Regions from separate parts of the Mus musculus genome. Here all the other regions are linked to region 7. The links are chromatin contacts, called in public HiChIP or PLAC-seq, Micro-C and capture Hi-C maps. All regions are on one chromosome and are shown on one strand. The core of a region is the stretch at or near the end of the contact, and the rest is flanking DNA. Distances in the headings are between cores, read along the strand shown. Region 1 has its middle 17 kb from the start of Loxl1. Region 2 holds the start of Insyn1 (inhibitory synaptic factor 1). Region 3 overlaps Cd276 (CD276 antigen). Region 4 holds the start of Loxl1 (lysyl oxidase-like 1). Region 5 holds the start of Tbc1d21 (TBC1 domain family, member 21). Region 6 has its middle 15 kb from the start of Gm39345. Region 7 holds the start of Hcn4 (hyperpolarization-activated, cyclic nucleotide-gated K+ 4).

Evidence for each region. A called contact is a pair of places that touch in the nucleus more often than the background predicts. HiChIP or PLAC-seq counts read pairs in DNA pulled down with a chosen protein or histone mark. Capture Hi-C pulls out chosen DNA fragments and counts their contacts.
Region 1: a contact with region 7 is called in an H3K4me3 HiChIP or PLAC-seq map of forebrain, with 5 times the contacts expected there. The contact joins the enhancer-like site here to the promoter of Hcn4 in region 7. A contact is called at or near these places in 2 of 39 promoter capture datasets (cranial neural crest and stem cell-derived epiblast-like cells) and 7 of 115 datasets of contacts at active chromatin or transcription factors (SST interneurons, astrocytes, embryonic forebrain and 4 more).
Region 2: a contact with region 7 is called in a Micro-C map of embryonic stem cells, with 3 times the contacts expected there. The contact joins the promoter of Insyn1 here to the promoter of Hcn4 in region 7. A contact is called at or near these places in 2 of 39 promoter capture datasets (both in embryonic stem cells), 7 of 484 Hi-C or Micro-C datasets (bone marrow-derived macrophages and embryonic stem cells), 3 of 115 datasets of contacts at active chromatin or transcription factors (cardiomyocytes, embryonic hindbrain and embryonic stem cells) and 2 of 9 other capture datasets (liver and macrophages).
Region 3: a contact with region 7 is called in an H3K4me3 HiChIP or PLAC-seq map of forebrain, with 4 times the contacts expected there. The contact joins the enhancer-like site here to the promoter of Hcn4 in region 7. A contact is called at or near these places in 10 of 39 promoter capture datasets (the HPC-7 cell line, cranial neural crest, embryonic stem cells and 5 more), 11 of 484 Hi-C or Micro-C datasets (the N1E-115 cell line, cortical neurons, embryonic limb bud and 7 more), 13 of 115 datasets of contacts at active chromatin or transcription factors (astrocytes, craniofacial prominence, embryonic forebrain and 8 more) and 7 of 9 other capture datasets (adipose tissue, embryonic stem cells, embryonic tail and 4 more).
Region 4: a contact with region 7 is called in a Micro-C map of embryonic stem cells, with 2.9 times the contacts expected there. The contact joins the promoter of Loxl1 here to the promoter of Hcn4 in region 7. A contact is called at or near these places in 1 of 39 promoter capture datasets (embryonic stem cells), 1 of 484 Hi-C or Micro-C datasets (embryonic stem cells) and 7 of 115 datasets of contacts at active chromatin or transcription factors (SST interneurons, embryonic forebrain, embryonic midbrain and 3 more).
Region 5: a contact with region 7 is called in a capture Hi-C map of embryonic stem cells, with 2.6 times the contacts expected there. The contact joins the promoter of Tbc1d21 here to the promoter of Hcn4 in region 7. A contact is called at or near these places in 2 of 39 promoter capture datasets (HPC-7-derived erythroid cells and trophoblast stem cells), 1 of 115 datasets of contacts at active chromatin or transcription factors (embryonic stem cells) and 2 of 9 other capture datasets (embryonic stem cells and liver).
Region 6: a contact with region 7 is called in an H3K27ac HiChIP or PLAC-seq map of embryonic stem cells, with 4 times the contacts expected there. The contact joins the enhancer-like site here to the promoter of Hcn4 in region 7. A contact is called at or near these places in 4 of 39 promoter capture datasets (cranial neural crest and embryonic stem cells), 1 of 15 datasets of contacts at CTCF or cohesin (embryonic stem cells), 13 of 115 datasets of contacts at active chromatin or transcription factors (astrocytes, craniofacial prominence, embryonic hindbrain and 3 more) and 1 of 9 other capture datasets (embryonic stem cells).

The regions. Positions count from the first base shown.
Region 1 is chr9:58,328,994-58,331,876 of GRCm38.p6, forward strand. No RefSeq gene overlaps it. Among named protein-coding and RNA genes, the nearest start is that of Loxl1, 17 kb to the left of the region's middle. Within about 2 kb of position 1,503, at least 22 of the 459 cell types and tissues checked have an H3K27ac peak or open chromatin away from gene starts, as enhancers often do. A contact at or near this core is called in forebrain, where this site is marked.
Region 2 is chr9:58,487,048-58,490,127 of GRCm38.p6, forward strand. It overlaps Insyn1 (inhibitory synaptic factor 1), which reads left to right and starts at 1,556. Exons shown (of 3, transcript NM_176921.4): 1 at 1,556-2,192; 2 at 2,622-3,080.
Region 3 is chr9:58,533,689-58,536,605 of GRCm38.p6, forward strand. It overlaps Cd276 (CD276 antigen), which reads right to left. Exons shown (of 8, transcript NM_133983.4): 4 at 1,768-2,064. Gm51678 (a long non-coding RNA gene) reads left to right here. Exons shown (of 2, transcript XR_003948170.1): 2 at 1-327. Among named protein-coding and RNA genes, the nearest start is that of Gm51678, 8.8 kb to the left of the region's middle. Within about 2 kb of position 1,288, at least 18 of the 459 cell types and tissues checked have an H3K27ac peak or open chromatin away from gene starts, as enhancers often do. A contact at or near this core is called in palatal mesenchyme, where this site is marked.
Region 4 is chr9:58,311,678-58,314,844 of GRCm38.p6, forward strand. Loxl1 (lysyl oxidase-like 1) reads right to left here and starts at 1,535. Exons shown (of 7, transcript NM_010729.3): 1 at 9-1,535. The coding sequence starts at 1,209.
Region 5 is chr9:58,369,022-58,371,882 of GRCm38.p6, forward strand. It overlaps Tbc1d21 (TBC1 domain family, member 21), which reads right to left and starts at 1,434. Exons shown (of 11, transcript NM_028854.4): 1 at 1,245-1,434. The coding sequence starts at 1,304. It overlaps 1700072B07Rik (RIKEN cDNA 1700072B07 gene), which reads left to right and starts at 1,483. Exons shown (of 3, transcript NR_040727.1): 1 at 1,483-1,619.
Region 6 is chr9:59,273,761-59,276,671 of GRCm38.p6, forward strand. No RefSeq gene overlaps it. Among named protein-coding and RNA genes, the nearest start is that of Gm39345, 15 kb to the left of the region's middle. Within about 2 kb of position 1,466, at least 3 of the 459 cell types and tissues checked have an H3K27ac peak or open chromatin away from gene starts, as enhancers often do. A contact at or near this core is called in embryonic stem cells, where this site is marked.
Region 7 is chr9:58,821,298-58,824,254 of GRCm38.p6, forward strand. It overlaps Hcn4 (hyperpolarization-activated, cyclic nucleotide-gated K+ 4), which reads left to right and starts at 1,652. Exons shown (of 8, transcript NM_001081192.3): 1 at 1,652-2,957. The coding sequence starts at 2,215. It also overlaps a transcript of Rec114 not described here.

The sequences.
Region 1 (2,883 bases), core at 253-2,752, 490 kb before region 7:
CTCATGACACAGTTCTGTCTCAGAAACTGGCACCATGACTCTATACTAAAGAACAATGGTAGATGCATTCCAGTACAGGCCTTGCATATCTTGCAGAATCTTGGCAGTCCTGGCATGGGTGGGCTTTGAGGTTTCAAAAGCTCACACACAGGCCAATGTGTCCCCTCCCTCCCTCCCTCCCTCCCTCCCCCTTCTTTCTCTCTCTCTCTCTCTCTCTCTCTTTCTCTGCCTTCACATCACAGCTCTCAGGTATCGCTCCAGCATGCCTGCTGTCACGTTCCCTGCCATGATGATAATGAACTGAACCTCTGAAAGTGTAAGGCAGCCCCAATTAAACATTTTCCTCTAAAAGAGTTGCCATTGTCATGGTGTCTCTTCATAGCAATAGAACAGTGACTAAGGCAGTGCCTGTGACACTGGTAGGAAATCAACAGGAGACTTGGGGGTTGAAAGGGGACTGTCACAGTAGTTTAAGGTGACAGCAGAGTTGGGGGGTGCAGCCACAATGTCAGATGTCATCAGGACCCCCATCACTCAGCAAGAAAGACCAGGAAAACTGAGCACATCCTGTCAGCTTCTGGATTTTGTTTCTTGCTGCCTTTCTTTACTCATCCACAGACAGACCACTGGCCGTTTCCAAGTAACTTCTAAGTCCTGCCAAGGAAAAGAAGTGCCTCTTCATGATCACCTTCTGGTCAAGCCTGGGCTAGGTGCACAGGTGCAGGTGAGCAGCACAGCTCAGGCAGCAGCCTCAACTGAGAGCAAGAGGGAAGCCCCACAGAGAAGCCAGGTTAGCTAGTCACGACTGGTGCTCCCAGCAGAACTCTATCAGTGACACTTTGGTCTTCTGCAGAGATGTGACACTGTCCACCCTACCTGTCACTCACCTCCCAGGGTGTCACGGCACCTGCACGGCCTGGGACAAAGCTCTACCCTTCTTCTTGTGTGAAGCCCATGGCCAAGACCATGACCTTAATCATATCCTCACTTCCGGTAGAACAGCTGTGTGACTGTTATTTTACACTCATGGCAACTACATGTTTCCTGATCATTGCAGATGAAGCCACAGTTAGGAAGCCAATGGTGGGCAGTGAGGGCGCCATCCCTCTGTCTGTCCAGCTCCTTGCTCACGCTTCATCAGGACTGACAGTCTGGCCAGGCGTTGGCTTTTCTGGAAGAAGTAAAAAGGTGCCCCGCTCAGGGCACAACTCCGTTTGGGGATTTGCAGCCAGAGATGCTTCCAGAAGTGCATGCCACACTGCCCAGTATGCCACCCAGAAGTCTCAGGAGTCGAGAGCTGTAAGTGGATCTTAATCCTGGCAACTTTAGCAGCAGAACGTTGCCAGGTTCTCGTCTCTTCTCTCTTCACAACTTACCTCCTTTCTGCTTTCATTTCCTACCCTAGTTGCAGTCTTAGTTCTTTCTCCCCAAGGCTGATGCAGGCTGCAGGCAACACTGTCGTCAGCAGAGGACGCCAAAGCCTTTTTACACACCAGAGCCCAAGCCTGGCTCAGGGCTGAAGAGTAGGAGCCAGGCAAAGGCTCTGTGTTTCAGGCAGCCACACTAGGGCTCTCTGTGTGCTGCATGAGGGTCTGCCTCCATGCTTTTAGGCTTCTGTCATCCAGTGGGGGTGGTACACTTGCACACAAAGCCAGCCAATGTGCATGTATTCATGCACATGTGCGTGGTTTCCTTTGTCCTTTTGCACTTGTTTGTGTCTCTGTAAGTCCACCTAGATTGTCAGTGGCCTCATTTGTATCCATCCTGGCATGCTCAGGTATGATGAGTCCGTGTGCTGTTTTGTGTGTCTGGATGTACCTGGGCCTCTGAATCTGTGAATATCTGGGAATGCTTGTATGTGAGTTGGCATGGTGGGTGTTTGTATGTTGCATGTTCCAACTACCTATCTCTGATGCTTGGCTTCATATGTGTGTGGGTGGTAGGGAGAGAGTAGCAGTGAGGGGGTGGTAATCTGGTTCCCCAGGAAGCACATATGACAGCTACATAGTGTCAAAGAGGAAAGTCAGGGACAGATAGTATGTGTAGACCTGATCGCCAATCTCACTGAGGCCACCTTAGCCAGCCTAATTCTAGATTCTAAGCAATTGTGGGGCAGGCAAGAATGGCTTTCCATAAAGGCAAGGGAACAAACAACTGCTCATCCCTGCCCAAGGCTCGGCTAGAAGCTCTGTATCTATTATCGTGATCGACCATCCTAACAACCTTATGAACCCCACCATGCAGATGAAGACAATAAAACTCAGGGAAACCTGAGAGCTTGCCTAAGGTTGACCAGCTAGGACATAGAAAAGCCAAAACTCAAACTCTAGTCTCTGGTTCCAAAGTCCATGCGGGTTTCCCACTCTGGAAAGCTGCCCTTTCAAGATGTGCTTTCTCCACCCCAGCAAAGATGGCCTGAGTTCAGCTCAGAGCATTCCAGAAGCAGCAGCTGCTTGTGGCTAGAATGACTGAACTGAGAAATTAATGTTGATGGACAGTTCCTCGGAGTGAAAGAATAAGGGACTATATTTAGCTGTTTGCTGCGGGCTAGTTAGCTGGTAGGGAGAGAGGGGAACAGAGAGAGAGAGAGAGAGAGGGAGAGAGAGAGAGAGAAAGAGAGACAAGAGAGAGAGACAGAGACAGAGACAGAGAGAGATAAAAAGGAGGAGATAGATAGATAGATAGATAGATAGATAGATAGATAGATAGATAGGCAGGCAGGCAGATAGGCAGGCAGGCAGACAGACAGACAGACAGGAGAAGGGAAGAGAGAGGGAATGAGACCCAGTTGTCTGCTGCCTGGCTCAGTGGTTGAGGCCCTAGCTCCCAGAGTTCTGTCTGCTGCCAGCTCTGCCTGGAACAACAATAATGGTCTGGGACTTT
Region 2 (3,080 bases), core at 306-2,805, 330 kb before region 7:
GTGCTGCGATTAAAGGTGTACTCCACCACCACCAGGTCTAAATTCCAAGCTTCTGTCCACAGCCTCCTGTTTCCTGATCTGGTTTTTCTCTGTTCCACTTCATACAGTCTTCCCAGTGGCACCAACAGGGCCACTTAGACTGAAACTTGCCCTCCCCCACATTTGCTCCTGAGTGGTTCCTTCCCCCTATCTTCCTTCCCTCTAGGAAGCAGATTCCTCCCTTCCCCAGGGCAAGGTCACCGGTCACCGGGACTCCCACTGAATCTTCTGTTAAGATTCAGCTCAAGGGTTGAATTCCTGGGAAGAACTTGGGGGAGTGGGGGTGGCCTGTGCTTCCTCCTAGTTACCCCATACCTGCCAAGTTAGCAACGCTCCTAGAACTACATGCACCACCCTTCAGTTTACTCAAGAATGTCCTCATGGGGAAATTTCCTCGATATTTCCTCCTCAACAGGGCCTGAAAGAAAAGGAAGGAAGGAAGGAAGGAAGGAAGGAAGGAAGGAAGGAGGGAGGGAGGGAGGGAGGGAGGGAGGGAGAGAGAGAGAGAGAGAGAGAGAGAGAGAGAGAGAGAGAGAGAGAACAAAAATATGTTGAAAACTTAGGTGAAGAACTAGGGGAACAGAACCTTCAGAAACAGCCCAGCACCCACTCTGCCCTCCCTCTCGGCCAGAGCGTGGCACACAATAGGTGTTCAGTAAAGGTTGGCTGGATTCTATTTACTGAACTGACACAAGATTTGGGACAGTTTGAGGTATGATGGCAGAGGAGGGTAACAGCCAGAAGGGGAACCCCGGGACGCACCACCGTGAGGGGAGGAGGGTCAAGGGATTGTGTAAAAAGGAGGTGAAGGAACTTGGAGTCAAGTCTGGGCCTCTGTGCGCCCAGGGCAGCGGGCAGTGGCCGGGCTAGTTCTCCTCCAGGTCCGCTGGCGCCCAGTCCAACCCGCTCCCTAGGGTGGTGAGACCCCCCGGCTCGCGCGCTCGGTTCTGGGCGCTGGGAGGCGTGTGTGTCGCTTTAAAAGCTCCCTCCCGGCGCGCGGGGCCGGCCCCTTCACTGCCAGCGCCGAGGCGAGCGGAGCCGCGCGAGCCCGGCGGCCTTTGAGGGAGCCTGCGCCCGGCCGGGCGGCCAGTCCGGCGGGGCGCGGCGGCGCTCGGGGTAAGCGGGCCAGGCCCGCGGAGCCGGGTGGGCAGGGCAGGGCAGGGCAGGGCGAGGGCGAAGCAGCCGGGGAGAAAGGCCCGAGCAGCCCCGGTGCCTCGTTTGCCCCATCGGCAGCTACCCGGCGCCCCGGGCCGCGAGGCGCGGAGCCGTGAGCGAGCGCGCTGGAGGCGGTGGAGCCGAGCGGAGGCTGCGCGCCCGGTGTGCCTGGCCGGGCCCGGCGCGCCTCCTCCATCGCCTCCCTGGCGTCTCGCTCGCCCCCTTCTGCTTTCCTTTGCTTCCTCGGCTGAGCCCCGCCGTGCTGAGGCCCCCCCGACCTCGTGCACTCATCTCCGCTGTGCTCGACACCGGGTCCCCCTGGCCACGGCTGCTTCCCCTCCCCCGAGACGCGAAGGAATCCGGACTTTCCCCACCGTTGATGGAGCCGACTGCCGGGCTGGACTGAGCGGTTTCTGCGGCCGCTCCAGACGTCGCCCGGGCCGGAGCACGGACATTCTGGGTCCCGGCTGAGTACACCCCGGACACCTAGCAGTGCCAGCTCGGGAAGGGCAGAGCAAGGCAAAGGCAGGACAGACCCCGGAGGGGCTCAGACCTGCCCATCTAGAATGGACAGAGAGAATCGCGAACCCTGTGGAGCCCGGGGAATGCCGGGCGTGGGCTGAGGGGATCCCGGCGCCCTCCCCAGCCCTCCGACTTTGGCTTAGTCGCCTGGACCGGACCGGTGTCACCTCGGCTCGGGTCACCTGTGGCCTCGGGGCCTCCGAGCTCGCCGGACCCTCGCGACCGGGAGCCTGGCGAGCGTGGTGAGGAGATTTTTGGGGATTTTTTTTTTTTGCCCCCTTCCCCGGAGCGCGGAGGCCCCGCCCCCTCCCACCGCCCAGATGTCTCCGGTCACCGCTCGGAAGACCTTCCTGAGGCCAGGAGCCGAAGGGTCCAGAGAGAGAAGCCCGCCCTAGGGAGCCTTGGGGGCCCCCCAACCTCGTCTTGTGGCTCGGCCCCGACACTGCTTAGAGGAAAGGCCACTGCCCCCACCCTTGGTGAGTAGGGGAGTCCAGCTTCGGAGGGTTCGGAGGGAAGGCGGGGTTGGGGGAGAAAGGGTCCTCTGGGAAGGAGGGCACCCTGTGGGCATTGAAAGAAGGTTGGAGAGCTGGAGAGGCCCTGTGCTAAACCAGTCTGGCCAAGCTTGGTTGGTGGCTGGGGGCGGGGGGTGCACCACGGCTAGAGTGCTCCAGAGGAGGCTAAGGGCTCATTCCTCTAAAACAGGGGCTCCTCCACTCTTCTGTTGAAGAAGGGTGTTGAAAACTATCTGCCTCCACCACCCCTCCCCACTAAATAAATAAATAAATAAATAAATAAATAAATCTCCAGCTAGGAAGGAGGGTGCAGGCAGAGAGAAGAGGGAGGCAGCAGCAGCAGGCTGGTGCAGCAGCCTGGGAGGGCTGACGCCAGGCTCGCTCTTTCTGCAGGGGGCTGCCCTCCTCCAATCCAGTTCCCTCTCCAGTGCTGTTCACATCTGGAGCCCCCTCCACATCTGGAAGATCCTGATCACCGTCCCTGTGCTGGTTCAGCTGCATCTAGAGACCTCTGCCTTTGTAACTGCCTAGGAGTTGCGAGGGGATTGCTGCCTTCCCCCATCCCAAGGGCATCTCTTACCCTTAGTCCTTGCAGAATCATCCCCCTGCCTCCGCATCCAGATTCGGGCAAAGATCAGCTCTGTACACCATAGGCACTTCAAGTCCTGGAAGCTGTTCTTGGGCCCTAAGGCCCCTCCCCTTGCCCTCCTGTGTCCTCACCTTGACCCCCCTCCCACCCTGTCAGACTCTGTCTCCCTCTGGGTGCTCCATCCCCCACCCAGAGGCGAGTAGGTGGAGTGGCAGGCTGCAGGGGCTGGGTGAGGGCCGCCCAAGGCCAGGGTAGGCTGGGGG
Region 3 (2,917 bases), core at 38-2,537, 290 kb before region 7:
AAATCCTTTGGAGCCACTGTGCTGGTCTGTGGTCTTGGGAGAGAGTCCCTTTTCCCTGAGCCTCCATCTCGTCTGAATTGTGCTTGACGACAACAGCCCAAATGAAATCCCTTTCAGTCAATGCTATCTACTGAGGTAATGTTCTCTGAAGCAGGGCAACTGTTCTTTCCACATACAAACCCTTGCTTCACAGCAAGCATACTACAGACATCCCAGCCCACTTGGTACAGGTTGATCATGAGTCCTCTGTCCTTCCTGATAACCTCCACACATCTGTCCATCTTACATCTCACTCCAGACTCCTTGGTCTTTCTTATAAAAACAAAAACAACAACAACAACAAAAAAAAAAACAGACCTGTTGTTGTTGTTGTTGTTGTTTTTTAAAAAAGAATGTTCATGCGTGTGTGTGTGTGTGTGTGTGTGTGTGCACGCACACGTGCGTGTGTTCACACATGTGTGTGAGGGTATCCACAGAGGCCAGCAAAGAGCATCTGATCCCTTGGAGTTGGAATTATAGATGTTTGCAAGCCACGTGATATATGTGTGCTTGGATGTAAACTCTGTGGTCTTCAATGATAGAGCATCAAGGCTTTTTAGTCACTAAGGCATCTCTCCAACCCAGTGAAACACGGCTTTCCTACGATGTTCTCTGTAAGATCAAGGTGGTACCTCAGAATATGAGAGAGCTGAGGAAGGGACTCCCTTAGAGGCTGCATAGACTGGCTCTCTACAGCGAAGGTAGGTTCAGTCTTGGGGAGGTCTAGGTGACACCTTAAAAAAGCAAGAGTTAGGAATAAGACTTACTCCTGGGAGATAAGCATGAATGCTGGCCACTGGCTGAGTTCATCAGGAGAGAAACCCACACAAGGTCCAGCACGCTCAGCAGGAGAGGTGAGCCGCAATGAGCCTAAGGTCTACACAGACACTGGCAACCCTTGGAAGTAGAAAGCTGGGTGGGCTGAGGGTGCCAGGCAGAAGTTATGGGATGAGAAAAGATAAGGACCAGTGACAGACACCCTGATCTCAGAGACAGAGAGGACCCTGGGAAAGCTCACACAGCCCAGAGGGAGGCACTGGGAAGCTAGACCCAGCACACAGATCTACTAAAGGACTGAACAGAGACATGTCAAGGCCAAACACAGAGAGTGACTGTCCACCTTGGCATGAAGGTGAGCCTGAACCCTCTTTAGATCCCCAAGCACTGAAGGTGCCTACTTGAACTAGTGCTGACCTGGAAACCAGAGATTTAAGAGACTCCTCCAGTGTGAGTCTCAATCTAGCATTTGACCACATGAGGGCAGTAGAGACAACTCTGACTAGTGCAATGGTAGCACTCTAGTCTGCAGGGAGAAGTGCTTTCCTTCTTGGCCCAGTTGAGTGAGATGCACCTTCAAGGCTCCTGGGGTTTCACAGTTGGACAATAGACTTTTTTTTTCCACACCAAAGACGTGCCCATTGGAAAACACATCCTCACTCAGCAGGTCTCTGAGCAAGCCTGTGTCTGCCCCAGAATCCCACCTACCCTCTAGATTCCAGGAAAGTACTTTGTGGTCCAAGTAAGAGGCACAAGTACCATGGAAAGCAAATGTGACAAAAGATTTATCAGCTCAAGAAAACAAGTCCCTTAAAGACTCCTCACTGGGGAGGCTTTGGAATATCTGAAATCTATATGACCACCAGTACTTTTACATTGATATTCCAGTTAGGGCCTAGAGGAGAGGTAGCTGCTCCCTCAGCTCTTCCTCAGCTCACAGGCTCCCCTTACCTGTGATGGTGACTGAGCCGTGAGCATCTTGCTGCAACACCGGGTTGCGTACCAGGCAGCTGTAGGTGCCGTTAGCACCCAGCACCACCCTCAGCACGCTGTGAACATCGAACAAGCCCCGCTCGTTGGCCATCTGGGATGTGGTCACATTGCCAGTCAAGGGCACTCCCTGTCCATCCTTCCAGAACACCTCGGCCTCCGGATAGCCCTGGTAGCTAGAGCACGTGATGGTCACCATGTTCCCTGGACGTAGGTCCTTGTTGGGCTCCAGGGTCATGCTGGGCTTCGAGTAGGGGGCTGGAGGGTGGCAGAGGGCAGAGAGCGATGACAGTCAGCACAGGGGAATCCAATGGAGGAAGGACACAAGAGGCTGAGGGTCAGGAGCCAGCTCTGGGGCTTTCTTTGATGGTGGTATGAGCAGTGGGACAGGGGACGGGCTGCATGCAGGGGACAAGGAGTGGGGAATGCTCCCGCCTGTGACTCAGCTGCCACCTGCAGGCTGGCAGCAGCATTGCGAAAGTTCCGGATGCCCACAAAGCAGGGGAAGCTGCCCTCATCAGCTACATCCATGCACGGAACCCTCAAGAACACACTGCCCTGTGCCAGCGGGGAAGAATGCTGTGCTGCTGGGATAGGCCTGCCCTGGACCCAGCCCCCAGGGAAGCTGCACACCAACTATTTGGTGTCTGAGTTGCCAGATGAGATTAAAATGGGCCAGGCTGAAGCCAGGCTCGAGGGTGGGGGTGGGGTGGGGTTAGAGGGGGAGAGCAGCATAGGGTGGTGTCACTGCCCATCAGGGATACCCCAGGGTCTTCAGACCTGGACCTCCATGCCTCCTGAGTCAGAATCACAGAGACCAAGCATTAAGGAGGAATAGGACCTCTGCAGCCGTTCCACAGCCTCTTCCTCCATCAAAACCCAGGACTTCTTCCCTCTCATTCTCTCGAGACAGATTGAGTCTCATATCTGATTTTTCATAGCAGGCTGCTCTTGACTGACAAGAGCCATCTCTGGGATCCAGACTTGGGGTGATAGGATCATCGAGAGTCCCGCAAGAGCAAACCCCTTCCCCGCAGAACTCCTTTCCCTCTCCTGTGCGTGACCTGCTGACCCAGATGCAGCTCCATCCTTCCAGGAGGTCTCTACGGCC
Region 4 (3,167 bases), core at 285-2,784, 510 kb before region 7:
GTACTCACCGCGACCATTCTGGTTGGGTCGGTACACACTACCCACGCTGAGACGGCCCTGCTGGGCGCCGTTCCGCTCCCCACCCTGGGAGGGCGCATCAGAGCTTCGCACGGGCAAGTAAGGTGGCTCCAGCACGCGGAATGGGGGCTGTGGCTCCACCGCACGCGGAGGGACGTAGGCCTCCGGTGGCACATTGGCTGCATAGGGCGGGTACCAGCCGAGGCGAGGATCGCCAGCGCCACCGTAGGTGCCACCGGCCCCCGCGGGGGCCTGCGACACGTCGGTGCTGGGATCAGGGTAGGCCTGCTCGAATCCCGGGGTGCCTTCATTGTACAGGCTGTGCGAGTAACGACGGTCAAGGCCGTCGGAAGGTTGGGGCTGAGGCTGCGGCTGGGGCTGGGGCTGGGGTTGGGGCTGGGGCACATAGGGCCTCTCTGGGGCTGGGTAAAAGCCCTGGGCCGGGTACTCGGGCTGCTCCTCGCCTCCTCCACCTCCGTAGTCCTCGTAACGCGCCCGGGGCTGGAAGGGATAGATGACCCCAGCCGAGGCTACAGCCGCTGCCCCCGCGCCCATGCCGCCGCCCGCACCACGGTAGTACACGTAGCCCTGTTCGTAGGTCCGTGACGCGGGATCGTAGTTCTCATACTGGTTTACGAAGGGCGCCTGCGGATAGGGGAACTGCTGCGGGTAGGAGGATGGCTGGCGATAGGTGGTGGCGAAGGCCGAGGCCGAAACCGAGGAGGAGGCGGAGCCCCCGTGCCGTTGCTGGGAGACGGAGGTGCGGGCCCGAGCCATGCCGGTACTGTCCCCGACGGCCACCTCTCTCCAGTTGTCGGGCACCTGGCCGAAGCCGAACGGGTGCCGCGTTTGGCCGCGCACAGTGTCCGAACCCACGCGTCCGGGCAGGGGCAGGGACGGCGCCTGCCGACGCCGGGGTCCCCCCTGACTGCGCCGCTGCGACGTTTGGGGCGCGCCTGCCAGTAGAACCCTGGAGCTAGTCTCCCCTCGTTGGGGCCCCGCGGGCACGTACTCAGAGCCCGAGTTGAGCAAGCTGTACACCTGCCCGTTGTTCTCCCACTGGATCAGCTGCCGCCAGCGTCCTGGGTCCGAGCCCTGTCCTGGCTGCGCTTGCTGCCCGTGCACCAGGACGCACAGGCAGGCACTCCACACCAGGGTCCTCAGCTGGCTGCCGGCTCCGGCCAGAGCCATAGTGGCCCTTCTGCAGAGGCCGGGTGGGCAGAGAGTGGGCCTCGGTGCGTGCTTCTCTTCCCACGGCCTCGAGGACAGGATGGCTCTTCGCCTGCCCAAGCTCTAGCTTTGTCCATCCTGGCCTTGTCCCGAGCGGGACGGCTCCTCCGATGACAGCATTTCGAGGCCAAGGGGTCAGGGCAGGGCAGGGGCGGTGCCCAGGGCTGCACGAGGCTTTCCGTAGGGCACGGGACGGGCAGGACCTCCTGGGGCCCTTACATGGCCAGCCCCACACTGGCTGGCTGCTCGCTAGGCTGGCGCTTTCCCACTCTGAATGAATAAGCAACAGGCTGAAAGTGTCTGGAGGTTTCAGAAACCTGGTCCGCCTGCTGGGGCCTCCTCCGCGGGGCCCTACGGCCCGCCGGGTTTTAGCTATGTGGCCTGTCCCACAGATCAGTGCTCCCTTAGTCCTGTAGCTTCCAGCCAAGCCACAGACCTGCCTGGGAGGAAGGGAATGAGGTAGGGCGGAGGAGGGGGCCCCTGGGGACTCAGGCCTGGTAAGTGGGGTTTCTGGCAAACATAGCAGGATTAAGATGTGGGCACTACCCTGCTGGTTCCACTCAGTCCTGGACACAGGTTTTTTTTTTTTTTAATTCCACTTTCTTCGTTGACTTCACCTCTTCCTAGGGTTCTTGGGGTGCCTTCTCCCTTCTCCAAAGCTAGTGCTAAGAGACATCCTGGTTGGTGAGACTCCCTGGGGAGATGCCCACCTCTGGCTGGGGCCACCCTGTAATTCTGCATCCTGAAGACATTGGGCGTTTGGTCCTGAGTACAAAGACACTGAACCTTCAGCTCTTCTACCAGGTCTCAGTCTACAGGCTTGGGAACTAGGATAGGTATGTCTCTCTGCTGAAGGGGACTTGGGAGCTCAGGGCAGATGCTGACATCACGTACCCCCCACCCCCTCCAGTGGCTTCTGCCCTGTGCTTCCTGAGTTGATAGCCAGAAATAATCGGAGTCTAAACATGAATAAGAAGAACCCAGCCGGTGGCAGCCTTGGATATGAGATATGCCATTGTGAGGCAAGGGGAACCTTTAACATAAAGCAGAGAGAGGGAGGCCTTGGGAGAGCCGTGGCCTGGGAATCGCATGCTCCTTCCCAACTCTGAGTTAGTGGACACATTGATCACTGGGGGATTATTCCACAGAACTCCATCTGTTCTGGCCGATTCTCTGTTCCCTCCGGGGATGTCAGGGCTAAGAAGAAAGGTAAATTTTAACTTTTACTTGGTACCTAAGAGGTTACCCTCTAAATGCTGTTCTCCAGGCTTCCCCTAGGCTGTCTTCTGTTTGGCCTTGGGAGCTGGAGGGCAAAGATTACCCCCTGAGACTTATAAACAAGACAGGAAGGATCTGTCCTCAATGCTGGATGACTCTGTTTTGTAAACTCCTGGGCCCCGTTTAAGGAGGAAACAGCCAGAATGATGCTCTTTGGGAACCAGGACCCCTCTGCCCTCCATCCTTACCAGGAAGCATCTATCAACCCACCAAACTGTGGGTTTCAGGACTGATACTTCACATATGTGTCTTGGGACACTGGATATCTTCCCCCCCCCCCCCCCCGAGACAGGGTTTCTCTGTAGCCCTGGCTGTCCTGGAACTCACTTTGTAGACCAGGCTGGCCTTGAACTCAGAAATCCACCTGCCTCTGCCTCCCAAGTGCTAGGATTAAAGGCATGCGCCACCACACCTGGCTGACACTAGATATCTTAATCTAGCCAGAAAATTGGGGGCTTGCAATAGCACTCTTGCCCGTGATATCGTAGATCCAGTGTAATGTCTGGATTCCTACAATAGTGACTGATTAGGCTGAAGACTAGCAAGTCTTGGTTCAATTGAAGCCTGGGACCTGGAGGGTTAAGCCTTCCCTCCCTCCTGCTCCCCCCCCCCCCCAGTGTTGGCCTCAGCTGCTTAGAATC
Region 5 (2,861 bases), core at 184-2,683, 450 kb before region 7:
TGGCTAAATTCCCCTAGTCAGTTTGCCCCTGGCATCCTCTTATCTCTGCCTTCTGGGACTGGGATTATAGGGGAATGACCATACCCACCCAACATTTCACATGGGTTCTGGGATTCAAACTCTGTCGTCATGTTTACAAGAAAAGAACTTCAGTGCTGAGCCATCTCCCTAGACCGAACATCCCTCTTTAATAACTCACACACGCTTTATCTGCTGGATCAACCCTGAGAAACGGGGCACTAGGAGTTACAGGTAACTTTGAGAAGTAAGGTCTCCTTGATGCTGGCAATCAGCTCCACGTTTGGGCCTTCACGAATCGATGAGGAGGACTGGTCAGCCTGCTTGCCTGAGTCTGGAGAGCAGCTGACTGGATTTGAAGTCTCCAAGATCTATTTCTCACTCATCAAATGATAATAGCCTGATCACATCCCATCTCAAAGGGCTGGGATGAGAAGGAGTGACTATAAACAAAGCATTTACAATACCATCTGTACACATCGACTGCTGTGTGGCAGCTTATTCATTATTATTAGTATTAGCCTTCTCTAAATTTGGAGAATGGGAGAAATATAGAAAAAAAATCCAAAGCTTGGTGATCATCTGCAATAAACGTGTAACGTTTAAACCCCAAGTGCTCGTTTTGCATTTCTATATATCGCCCTATTAATCACATGACAAATGGGTCTTGAGATTTGTTAAGGTCATTGTAATTAGTTATGATTTTGAAAAATAGTGCGTGGAAAATTTTCATGACTCAGGTGGACCGGAATAGTTTATTAACTGGGCTTGGGACCTAGTAACAGAAGCACTACTGCCACCTGGTGGCAACATACCAGAATTGTTGGCAAAAGCACCAAAGAAAAACAGTGAGAGGCTGCAACTCTAAAACTCAAAAAATTTAGAATGACACAGTTGGGGAGGAAGCCATACTGAGTTCTAAGTCCTGCCCCCCCCGCCAATAAGGTAAAAAGGGATGTAGATGTCTAACCTGTGGCTGCTGTTGAAGGTAAGCGGCCCTTGCTCTCCGTTCCATGGCCAGCCTTCCCATTCAGCAGGGACAAAGAGTCCCGCTATAAACCGGACTATGGGAGGCAGGCACTTGGGACTGATGAAGAACATGTCAGGTGTGGTGGCATAAGCTTATAATCTCAGCACTCAGAAAGCTGAGGCAAAAGGATCACAAGTTCAAGGCCAGCCTGGGCAGCACAGAGACACCTTCTCTCAAATCAAATCAAAGAACATACCAGAATGAAGGTGGCTGATCGCCTGGCAGAGAGGCTGTTTTCTGGAGAAAGGGTAGTCATGTTCCCCTCTTGTTGCCTTGGGAGTGGCCTGTGTCCAGCTCTTCCCTAGTGATCAGGGAACCAGGGAAAGGGGACTTCCTTTTAAGAGATGAACTGGACCTCTCTTGATTCCCTACATTTGAACAAATCCAGCTAGATGTGTGTCACAAGGCCCTGGAACTGCCATCACAATGACCTTGGAACACACACAGAAGCCAAGGAAGTAAATCTACAGACCACCCCCCTCTCCAGATTACAGTGTACACAGGCTATGTGTCAGAGGTTGAGTTAATGGATCCAGTGGGCTGGCTAGCTGGGGCGGACTTCCTGGAGGAGGTGAGCTACAACTTCCTATTTCTGGCTGTTGTTTTACCAGACCAGTACCAGAGCTCATAATACTACAGTTAGAGCCTCAGGTTTAGGGATGATTTTCCAAAACACCAAATCAGTATATCTGATCTGGAGACCAAGAGTAGGTTTATGTAAGACTACATAGGAGGCCACAATTTAGCATTTGAATAGTGGTTCCTGGTGTGTGTGTGTGTGTGTGTGAGATTCTCTACCTTATTTTTGAAACAGGGTTTCTCACTCAACCTGGCTAGACTGGTTGGTCAAGGATCCACCTGTTTCTGTCCCCAGCACTGAGGCTACAGATGTGTACATCTGTATGCATGGCTTTTTACAGGGTGACTGGAGATCCACACTCAGGTAGTCATGTTTGCATGGCAAACACTTTGTCCACTGAGCCAACTCCCCAACCCTCTGCTTTAGTTACCTATATACCCAGAGCAAGGTCTTGGGCAAACTAAGACAGTAGATTTGAGCACCAACTGGATGAATAACTTAATGAAATAACTGAAGCTGCAGGGTGTAGGGGTGCACGCCTTTAATGCCAGGACTCAGGGGGCAGAGACAGCAGATCTCTGTGAGTTCAAGGCCAGCCTGGTTTACAGAGTGAGTTCTAGAACAGTCAAGGCTAAATAGTGAGACCCTGTCTTGAAGAAAACAGACAAGTAGAGTAACTGCCATCCTCTCCCACCCCTTTCTGTACCTTGTACCTGTCTCTCTCCCTCCTACCCTGATTTCCATTACACCAGGGTCAATGTCAGATTATTTTGTGCTCAGTCTTCTAGTGCCCCGCCCCCAGCTTCCTGATGTCTGGTAGGTGTTGCTGTTAAACAGACCTGAGAAAGCGGCGACTCTTGGCTCCAGAGTCACGGTCTCTACCTCCAGCCTTACGTGCCTTTCCACTCAGGTCTGTCCTGGCTGGAAAGCATCTTTAGTCATTACACAAACCAAACTGCAGTCAGGAGCTCCAAGGTGGAACTTGGAGTCTGACCTCAAATCTGAAATCTACCAATCCCCCGGACTCCCCAGCCATGAAATCAGAACACAGCCAATCTCTGCCTTCGTAACTTTATTAACTGAGCTGTCCATATGGAAGTCTTGCGTAGACACAGTTCACGGTTTCATTGTCTGATAGTGTTCTGCTGGCTGGAGGCACTGCAGAAATCTCTGACAGCCCGGTAGCACCTGTCTTTTGCCTCCCTCTGTTTCCCCATCCAAATACGGGAAGAT
Region 6 (2,911 bases), core at 216-2,715, 450 kb after region 7:
TCTGTTGGGTCCCCTAAAACTTGAGTTACAGACAAGAGCTGCCATGTGGGTGCTGGGAATTGAACCTAGGTCCCTTGGAAGAACAACAGCACTCTTTTTGTTTGTTTGTTTGGTTGGTTGGTCTTTCGAGACAGGGTTTCTCTGTATAGCCCTGGCTGTCCTAGAACTCACTCTGTAGACCAGGGTGGCCTCGAACTCAGAAATCTGCCTGCCTCTGCCTCCCAAGTGCTGGGATTAAAGGCATGTACCACCACTCCTCGAGCGACCAGCACTCTTAACTACTGAGCCATCCCTCCAGACCCTTATTCTCTCTCTCTCTCTCTCTCTCTCTCTCTCTCTCTCTCTCTCTCTCTCTCTCTCAGCAAAATCAGCCTCTAAGTTCTTGTTACATGACTATTCAATCAGGTATGGAGGAAATTTGAGAGAGAAATAAAAATACTGATACTTGTATAGATTTATTTTTTTTATTTTTGCTTTTCTAGCGATTTATTTCTTTTTCAACTTTTACAGAAGAATGGCTTTATTAGAGTGGGAAATTAAAGATCAGATGTTGCAGAACGCAAAGTTCAAGAAGCCTGTCTGTCGAAATCTCAACATGTCACAAACACAAGGACTCTGCGCGCTCAGCACCAGCATCTCAACAGACAACAGCCAGAACATCAACCCCCGTGGCAACATTGTTCAGGCCCCAGGGTAACAGAGCTCTCCAACCTTTGGCCCTGTGTCTCCCGAAGCAGAAGCCAATGCAGATGTGTCTGGATGTCACACAGGTTCCTGGGTTGCCTCTCTGCCAACACCAGAGGCAGAAGCCACTTCAGATTTCAGGAAGGGTTTGAGTGGCAGAGGCACTTAGGTAAGAAAAAGACAAATTAATTAACTTGTCAAATCCTGTTGCACAGATAGTGAGACTGCGGTGGTTTCTTCCGTAGTGCAACCCCATTTCCCAGTAGGGCCTCCTGACCATCTCATATTGGTCTTTCTGCTCCACTGCAGGAGGGGCTCACACATTAGCGTGGTATTGGCAGCTACTTATGGTGGCCAAGAACTTTCAGCCACAGTATCGCTTCCGTCTGTCTGTAGTGGGTAGCTAAGCTCCGGGCGGACTGCACTACCACCGCCTGCTTTCCTTGGATCCGGAGATGAAATACACACACACACACACACACACACACACACGAGATTATTTTTAATATGTTTCTTAGCTCAATGGCCAGATAATTCTAAGCCTCCTGCGGCTAACGTATCCTTACCTTCACTCCCAGCTCAACACCTCTAATTCTTCCATCGGCTTAGCTGCTCAGTTACCTTTAGCCCTAGCTCAACACCTTTAAATCTGCCCTCAGTTTAGTTGCGTTTCTAATCTCCCATCTGCTACCCCAGGCCCAGTCGGGGAAGCGGCCAATGGCGACACTATCAGAAATCTCACGTGACTAGTGGCTCTCTCTCCCTCCAAAGCATGGCAAATCCTCTTTCGTCCTCCTGTGTCTCTTAGCCTTCCTATGGGAACCTAGAAGTCCTGCCTCTTTCGTCCAGCCATTGGCCACTAAAGTGTTTATTAATCGATCAAGAACCAATTGGGGTCAGGACCTTCAGCATTCACACGCAAATTCCCGGTCAAAACCTCAGAACCACCTCCTACATCCATCGACCTTTGGATTTATTTCATATGAGGTCAGCTCTCTCTGTTACTACAAGATTCCTCATATTATCCAATATGTAATTGTCATTTAAAAGGTAGACATTTCTCCATTGAAATTAAAATAATGTGCAGTGTTTTCTGAATTGGTGATGATTTCTTTTAAAAAATGTTATTTGTATGTGTCTATGTGCATGCGCTATGGAGGCCAAAAGAGGGCGTCAGACTCCCTGGGGTTAGAGTTACAGCAGCTGTGAGTGTTCCAAAGTGATACTGGAAACTGAGTTTGGGCCTTCTGGCCGAGCAAGGAGCACTCCCAGCTCCCGAGACATCTTTCCAGACCTCGGTGACTATATCCTCTCAGCAACGTCACTAAAATATCCGACTAAGTTAAGCAGAATTTACAATTCAATTTCCAAATTTAAAGATTGTTTTACAATTTTGATGGCAATTCCTCGTATTACTAAAGCATTCTCTAGATCAAAAATAATTTTTAAAATTATCTTAAAATTACAGTGACTCAAAAAGGATGGACCAATTTCATATCACTGCCAAGAGAATATAAGTTGTGCAAAAATCTTGATTGTAACAACATAATTAGTAATTTTGCAATAAGGAAAGCAACAAAGTTAAATTCCATGAAAATATGTTACAAAGTGTGTGTGTGTGTGTGTGTGTGTGTGTGTGTGTGTGTATGGTGATGGTGGTGGTGGTGGTGGTGGTGGTGGTGTTAATTGAGCCAAGGGTATTCTGGGTAAGCACTCTATCAGAGAACTATATTCCAACCATAACTACACATGTCTCATGGTGGCATGTGCCTATAATCCGAGCACTTAGGAGACTAAGGTAAGAAGACTGCAGGCCAGCACCATCCTCAGCCCAGTCTTGGGCTATGTGGAACAGTCAACTCAGTGGAAGAGTGTATGCTTAGCACGCATAAGGACCTGGCTCAATCCCTAGAGCCATGGAAATAAAAAAGAAATAAAGGATCTTGTAGTACAAGCAATTGAAGTTTATCCCTGACTAGCTTACAAATAAATGAGGCTCAGACTATATTTTATTTGGCTTTGACAATTACTAGGGGTAAATCCCTAATCTAGTCTTCTAACTGCAGGCCTGGCTGCCTCCCCAGTGCTGTACCCCAGGTACTTGCTGTTTCTCCTGACTGTGTGCTCATCGTCCATCTCCCCCTGGCTTCCTCCTCTCCTCTCCTTTCTTCTCCCTTGTCTCTCTCCTCCAACCAGGTCACCCCAAACCCACCTACCTCTAATCCCT
Region 7 (2,957 bases), core at 402-2,901:
GGGCTGCCTGGTGTCATTGATGTTCAGATTAATGGGGACTCACTCAATAAGAACCAGAAGTGGAGACATGACCAATATTTGGGTTAGTCAGGAAAAGATGCCTTGTGTGTAGTGCCTTCCTGCAGCTGGGTCACTGCAGGGTGGTTTCTGGTGATCAGAGAAATTGTAGCAAGGGAGGTCTTCATCCACCACCAGGCAGACAGGGCTCTCAGGCAGTTAAGAGCACTCCTCAAGGAGACCCAAGGACACTGAGAGATCGTGCCTCCCAGCATCTGTGCAGGGAACTGTCAGCTCAGAACTGCTCAAAAGTAGAAATGCCAGCTCCGGGTGATGTCATCACCCTAGACATCCCCACCCCCCATGCGAAGTTCTGTGGTCCAGTGGATAGAGCAGAAAAGGCCCACCACCCAAACCCTGCTGCCTTCCAAATCCCTACTCGGGATGTGTGTGTGGACACAAGCGGGCTAAGATTTCAAATGTAAACTTCATGCTATTCCTCAGAGTAGAGGACCCCTTTGCCTTCCTGCCCACGGGTCTGTTTCTCTACTGACACAGACTCCAACCTTCTCTGGCCAGTTCTCCCTCTGAACCGCCCCTTCACCTTTTTGTGAGCTAATGTTGGGTGTTGGGCTGTACTAAAGTGTGGATACCTAAGCTATACCTTAGGCTTGGGATTTGCCCTTAAATCGAGAATGTAATACAGGGAGCGAGAAGACGCCCAGGTGCATTAAGAGAGGGATCAAATGGGGGCTGGGGCGGTTAAAGAGTGTGTCTGGGTGGAGATGGAAGCCTCTAACGCTGGTGCACACAGATGTCTCGACTGAATGGAAGCACAAGGCGAGGGAGTCAAAGCCTTCCCCAGAGTGTCAGGTCGCCAGAGGAGCCTGCCCATAGCCTTCTGGAAGCAGCCCGTTGGTCTTGGGAACCCCACATCGAATTGCTCCGGGAAAGGCGCTGGGGAGTGGGTGGTGGGAAGTCCGGCGCTGGGATCCCGCATCTGTGACTGCTACTGTCGGCGCATTTCTTCGAAGTCTTACCTCGCAGAAGTGGGTCCACCCGCGCGCCCAGTGAGCGCCTGGAGAGTTTCCCGCAAGCCCTCCTCGCCGCGCCGGGGAAGACCCACGCGGGATTCGCCCCCCGCCCCTGGCTCAGGAAAACCCTGGGAGCCGCCCGGACTCGAAGCGTTTTCCGGAAACCCCCTCTCCAGGCGAGTTGCGGGAAAGCAGCCGCTCCGCAGCCTTACGACCGGCACGCCTCCCCGGAGGAGGGTCGGAGACCCTAGCGTGGAGACAGCGGGCTAGGCAAGGAAAGCCCGAAGCTCGCGGGAGAGACTGGGAAACCCCGCCCCCAAATCTTGAGCCCCAGCGGGAGCTCTCAGTCCGTGGCCAGCAGGAATCATTACGCGCACAGGAGTAAGGACACCTCCTACCTCAGTCCCTAAGGTCTGGCGAGGTTCCGCCCTGCGCCCCTCGCGGGGCCCGGCCCCCTCCGCCCCCCTCTATGTCTGGGCTGGGACGCCGCTGCCCCTTTAAGAAGCCCAGGTAGGCAGGCCGGGCTGCAGAAGCCGCTCCTATGGCAACCCGCGAGCTGCGGCGGCTTCATGAATATTCCGGGGCGCGGGAGCCCGAGCGCTGCCGGAGGGCGCTCCGGGAGAGGCGGAGGCTGATGTAAGCCCGGCGGGCCGCTGGGCTCCGCTCCGCTGCGGCGGGAGTCCCCAGGACTCGGCCGGCTGGGCTCAGCTAGAGGAGGCAAAGCGAGAACCCGGGTGACCAGCTGCAAAGCCCGGGCGGTCACACGCGCTGACAGCCCCAGACACCCGCCGGACGCACTCCCGGGAACCGCGCGGGCAGTGCGCTCTGCGCTCGGGAGCGGTTCCCGGAGCGCGGTGGCCGCAGCGCCGCCGCTGCCCGCGCCCATTGTTCCCCGCGGGGGCGGGGCGCCTGGAGCCGGGCCGCGCGCCGCGCCCCTGATCGCAGGAGGGAGGGAAAAGAGGGAGGGAGCGTGGGGTCCCCGCGCCCAAGCCGGGCCCGGGAGGAGGTGCAGCGCGGCGAACCCGGGGACCTGCAGCCGGACTAGGAGCCTCCCCTCGGCGCGCAGCCCGCGCGATCATGGGCTCGTGAGGCAGCGAAGGACGCGTCCTCACTGGCAGGCGCACCTGGAGCGGGTCCCCCGTGCCGCACCCGCACCGCTGCCCCCGGCCCAATCCCTGGCACCATGGACAAGCTGCCGCCGTCCATGCGCAAGCGGCTCTACAGCCTTCCGCAGCAGGTGGGGGCCAAGGCGTGGATCATGGACGAGGAAGAGGATGGTGAGGAAGAAGGGGCCGGGGGCCGCCAGGACCCCAGCCGAAGGAGCATCCGGCTGCGGCCGCTGCCCTCGCCCTCTCCCTCGGTGGCTGCGGGCTGCTCGGAGTCCCGGGGTGCGGCCCTCGGGGCGACAGAGAGCGAGGGGCCGGGCCGCAGCGCCGGCAAGTCCAGCACCAACGGTGACTGCAGGCGCTTCCGCGGGAGTCTGGCCTCGCTGGGCAGCCGGGGCGGCGGCAGTGGTGGAGCAGGGGGCGGCAGCAGTCTCGGGCACCTGCATGACTCCGCGGAGGAACGGCGGCTCATCGCCGCTGAGGGCGATGCGTCCCCCGGCGAGGACAGGACGCCCCCGGGCCTGGCGACCGAACCCGAGCGCCCGGCCACCGCGGCACAACCCGCAGCCTCGCCGCCGCCCCAGCAGCCGCCGCAGCCGGCCTCTGCCTCCTGCGAGCAGCCCTCGGCGGACACCGCTATCAAAGTGGAGGGAGGCGCGGCCGCCAGCGACCAGATCCTCCCCGAGGCCGAGGTGCGCCTGGGCCAGAGCGGCTTCATGCAGCGCCAGTTCGGTGCCATGCTGCAACCTGGGGTCAACAAATTCTCCCTAAGGATGTTCGGCAGCCAGAAAGCGGTGGAGCGCGAGCAGGAGAGGGTTAA